Linked DNA regions of Bicyclus anynana: region 2 is linked to region 1. The links are chromatin contacts, called in public Hi-C maps. All regions are on one chromosome and are shown on one strand. The core of a region is the stretch at or near the end of the contact, and the rest is flanking DNA. Distances in the headings are between cores, read along the strand shown. Region 1 overlaps LOC112054536 (ras GTPase-activating protein raskol). Region 2 overlaps LOC112054536 (ras GTPase-activating protein raskol).

Region 1 (2,700 bases), core at 197-2,696:
CCAAACATTCATACAAACTTTCGCGTTTATAATATTAGTAGGATTAATATGAATAACACTTACAATATTTTTAATTCTAGGCTTTAAAATTGTAGGCTAGTTGGCAACCTTATAGCGTAAACAAAACATTTGCGTAGGCGTATGAATTGTATCAAACACTATCGACGTTTAGCGGATATTTATATTAGAAAGGCCATGACACAGAAATGAAGTAAAGTCTTGAGCTGCATCGGTTGGTAAACAAACTTGATACGTCAGCACCTTGCTCTGCCGAATATGGGGTCACACACAGACCGGCCGCCAATATGATCAACAACTTGTGTCCCTTGCTGTATTTGTGTGAAGGTTATATTGTAAACTCCGCTATAGGCAATATATTTGACTACCAACTTTTATTCTTAATGAAATCAATTTAACTGAAATGGGTGAACAAAATTACACTAAAAACACACTAAAAATAGAAAAATAAAATCTTTATAAAAAAATACCTGAATTCAAAGTTGCATTACTCTTAAAATCGAAAAATAACATCGTACCTGTGTCCTTTCTATAGATCTAATAAAGAATAGAAAGGACATAGGTACGATGTTATTTCTCGCCTTTTATAGTACCTAATGCACTTTTATTTTTATTTTTAGTGTAAATTTGTTCACCTATTTCAGTTTTGTTCACCTATTTAGTTGTAATTTCAACACAAAATTACTGAACCGATGTTTGTAAAAAATAAATAGGACCAATCTGGAAGTATACTCTTTCAAACAAAAAAAGAATGTTCAAAATTGGTTAAAAAATGACAAAGTGATGACTAAAAAAATATACGCTTCGAATTGAGAACTTCCTCCCTTTTTTCAAGTCGGTTAAAAATGGCTAAAATTAAATTACAATCAACTGCAATATCTGCTCTGATTATTATATTAATGTTTAGAAAACTTGCTAAGTATTATCATTTATGTATTTACTTTTTTTTTAAGTTTTTTTTTTTATTGAGAAAGAATACAATATGGAACTTAAGCTAACTTATCCTAATAACTATACAAATCATGCCCACGTGGAATGGTGGCAAGAATACTGGCTGCATTTCCGCGCTGGACAGCCAGGCTGATCCTTTGCGCAAAAAATGAGCCAGCCCTTCTGTCACCAGTCGAGGCAACTAGCCACGGTGAAATGATTAATTATGTATTTAGGGATTTAGTAATTTTTTAGTAATACATAAATGATAATCTATGGTCATCATTTTTCACCTCAAACTACATGTCGGTGCATGGCAGCATAAGGTACCTAATTGAACATTTATATTTTTATACTGTTGTGTTTTTTGTGAATCATGTACTTAATATATACAGGTTTATTATCGCGGATGATGTGATCAACCCAGGTGGATACCTCCATAAGTCTTTTTTATTTAAAGCCTTATGATTCATCTCATATTTACGTATTGAGGAAAAAAAAGTTACGATTTGATTGTGACCTTTTAATGGATAACGGGTTTTGTGTACGACTATACCACGAGTAGTATACTGTATCTTACGAGATGAAGTTTAACAGAAAAGTCAAAAAATATCGCTCAAACAATTTCTGATATCTACCTACCTACACTAAATAGACAAATTGTTTTTTAACTTTCCTATATATGTGCTGCTTGACTAAACTGAATGATCATTCATCATTATCAACCTATTTTTGGCTCACTGCTGAGCTCGACTCTCCTCTCAGAATGAGAGGGGCTAGGCCAATAGTCCCCCACGCTGGCCCAATGCGGATTGGCAGACTTCACACACGCAGAGAATTAAGAAATTTCTCTAGTAGGTTTCCTCACGATGTTTTTCCTTCAGACACGTGATGTTTAATTTCTTATGAAATGCAACTGAAAAGTTGGAGGTGCATGCCCTGGACCGGATTCGAACCCACACCCTCCGAAATAGGAGGCAGAGATCATATCCACTGGGCTATCACGGCTAAACTGAATAAATCTATCTGTATTTTAGAATTTAAACTATCGTGAGTGTTATTCATATTAAATGATTATGAAACACGGCTAAAACTCACGTGATATTACGTCGGAGTATTTCAGTCAGTCAGTCAGTCAGTTTGGATCGTGCCGCGATGCAAGAACCAGCTCATGACTAAGGGCCCCGTATGGGTTCGAAACTAGTCGGGCATACTCCGACGTAATATCACGTGAGTTTTAGCCGTGTTTCATAATCAAATCTATCTGTAATTGGCTGTAACATGCAGGAAATATTGTATAATTGTGTTCTTGGTAACGCTGTTGATTTTTTCTTAAAAATAAATAAATAAAATAAAATAAACGTTCAAATTTATTCATTCATGTTCATTAAGTAAATATTAAAAAAATATTTTTAAAAAAATATTTAAAAAAAAATATTTTTTAAAAAAAATAAAAAAATGTTTTTTTTTACCTGTATAATATAACAAATAGATACGATTTTAAATACACTTGTATTATATACTCGGTTGCTGTTTTTAGTTGTTTAGTAGTTCCAATGTAGTAATGACGTAAGCCCTCCGAACCTGTCGTCGTCTGCGTTTTCCGGAGGCAGATGCGACTCCCCTGTAATTTCATTCCCTCCGCCCTCGTCACCCTAGCCGTGCTACCGCCAATTGCATTTTTATTACGTTATCCTGAAACGTCTGTATTTATGGAAATATCCGCTACGATAGCGCGCATTTGAGACTTTA
Region 2 (2,700 bases), core at 101-2,600, 160 kb after region 1:
TTAAATAATAATTTATCAAAAAGTACTTAATTTAATAAAATGGATTACTTGAAGAAAATGAAATAAGAAACTAAATTATATATTCAGTACAATTAATGCTGAATATTTAAAGATAATGATGATGATAATAGATATTTTTTTGTCTGTATCTTACGGAAGGAAAAACAAAAAAATATAATATGCCTCAACTCAACTCAAATAAAGAACAATCAGCTAAATCCTTAACTCTTTACTGGATTACTTAGTCAAGATTTTATTTATTTATTCAGGCACTACCAACAGAATAACTATGTTAGTATGAAGGTATTATGATTACAAAACTAAATTAGCATAAAGTAATTAGTACACGCATAATTGGACTAACAACAACAACACAATTCGTCACAACGTGACGAATTGTGTTGTAAATTGTGATAGATTTTGCCATCATGTTTTTGATGGAATAATCTATCACTGATCTATGAAATAAATATCTATGAAACTTGTATAAATATACCAATTCTCGCAATTCAGTTCTTCTACCGTAAAAAGTTATGAGATCCATATAATACCAAGTCGACTTCTTTATTCAAACCGTAGTTAGGGGACAGGGTGTCTTATGATATTAAGGAATTAGCTAACATAACATTAAAAATGTTTTATATTTTAAATAAAATAGATTGACTTGGCCATCACATCAAAACACAATGTATTCCACAAGTAATACACATTTATTTATTTTATTAGGATAACCAACAGCTATTACAATTTCACACGTTAATGATTTACATTGAAATAAATATATGAGTAGTTATTGCACAGCTAATTAAAGGTTAACACAGCAAACACTAATTAATATTATGTCAATACTACAGTTGTCAGAAATGAATGAATGTCAAATTAAACAATGCAAATTAATATGCAAAAAATGTCAGACTACAATAAAATATATATTATATATTCCATAAGATTGTTTAGAGCCTATATGAGTATGGTATAAGAGAGTAGTAAACCAGTGTCCCAGGTAATAGCAACTATCAGGATACAAAATCTTCCTACCTAAAATATTATTAAAAGTCAATGGCCAATGAATCAGAACATCGCGACAATTCAAGGATTTATATTTGACATCATTTAAATAAACTATTAACAAATCCTTGCCATTCAAAGAGTGGGATGTGAATTAAAACATAGGTCGCAACTAGCAATGTAGGTGGCGTTTAAATAAACCCTGTTCTTTTCTATGCACCCACGCATGCGGTGGACTTTCTAAAGCATTGAAACGCGTGTTATTTAAAAAGTAAGTTCACGTGAGTCATTCGCGTCCCATTCGTGTGGGTCACATTCCAGGCTCACCCGCGCTGGACCAAACCGGACCTAGCTCCGCGAGTCGCGTTCCTTTTTTCTTTGACATCTCTTCGCCGTTCATGTACACTGGGATCACATTAATAAGTTACTTCGAGAGAATATTCATTAAGGAGTAATCTATGTTGTTCAAGAACGATATTTACAGTGAAATACAAGCTACGTTGGTTTGAGTTTTTTTAAGTTTAACAAATTTACAAATATTTAAAAAACTTTAACCTGACCATGGAAAGAAACTTTTAAAGAGTAATATAATAGAGTAATATAAATATATTGTTCAAGAGCGATATTTACAGTGAAATACAAGCCACGTTGCTTTAAGATTTTTTAAGTTTGACAAATATGCAAATGTTTAAAAAACTGTTACCAGACGACGGAAAAAATCGTTTGAAATCGGGACAAAAAAAAAAAAACCGTCTTCTCCTGTTGTTGAAGTCGGTTTAATTAGCTTATGTTACCCGGGAATGACAAATCTATTGACACTTTATTCATCAGAATCCAAAGAATCGGCCGCCATGAAGGAAAATATTGAGTAAAATATATACATGCGATAGGTACATAGACTGTGCCAAAAGCATTTCTTTTCTTTTGGCTTCGTCGTTTTTGGGTAAAAAGGAAGAATGTACGAACATTGATAGTATTTACAAGAGAGAACAAATTTAGTGGCGAATATAATATTTTAATATATTTTCCTAAAGGCATGGTCATAGGTCCAAGGTCTTATGAGTTCTTAAGCCCTTCGAGCATAAACACATAAATCCTGTAATTGTAAATCGAGTCAAAATGGCAGACAATATTTCAACTTCAATGTAAATTAAATAAGATGTAAAGATTTTCTCAGTATATGTTAAACCTTATGACATTAAAATATACTTATGTCCTAATATATAATATGTATGTATGAATATCTTGAAAATCAATACCTTATTAGTTTTATTATTAGATTCACTGTTGCGTTACCTTCAAACTTACATACTTTAAAAAAAAAAAAATTACTTCTCAGATTTAACTTAAGTTTAATATAAAAAGACCGATGATCAAAGTAATCGAGCAGAGAGAGCTTCTCTAAAAGGGATCCATGTAAGTAAATAACAAATACAACTTACAACGGTTGCCAATTATTCCGACCTATTTGCTATGCATGTAACACATTAGTAAAGTTGCAGTCAATCACAGAACGAACTTTTGTAATCTCCCAGGGTAGCCTGGTGTCTCACATGTTAGTTCCGGCGAAGGGTCGTTGGTTTTTTGTCCACCATCTGTCGGCCCGCAGGTGTCGTTTTACATACTAAGCAGGTGATTTCGATTCACCTTTCTACTCTTTGTGCGTGTTTCACTTCTTTTACTGACCATTTC

The links. A called contact is a pair of places that touch in the nucleus more often than the background predicts.
Region 2: a Hi-C map of whole larva shows a contact between it and region 1, with 2.7 times the contacts expected there. The contact joins two enhancer-like sites. A contact is called at or near these places in 2 of 2 Hi-C or Micro-C datasets (whole body and whole larva).

What each region holds. Positions count from the first base shown.
Region 1 is chr4:14,003,100-14,005,799 of ilBicAnyn1.1, forward strand. All of the region lies in intron 2 of LOC112054536 (ras GTPase-activating protein raskol), which reads left to right. Among protein-coding and RNA genes, the nearest start is that of LOC112054536, 22 kb to the left of the region's middle. Within about 2 kb of position 1,447, at least 7 of the 8 cell types and tissues checked have open chromatin away from gene starts, as enhancers often do.
Region 2 is chr4:14,167,416-14,170,115 of ilBicAnyn1.1, forward strand. The region is part of intron 4 of LOC112054536 (ras GTPase-activating protein raskol); the gene reads left to right. Among protein-coding and RNA genes, the nearest start is that of LOC112054535, 46 kb to the right of the region's middle. Within about 2 kb of position 1,351, at least 3 of the 8 cell types and tissues checked have open chromatin away from gene starts, as enhancers often do.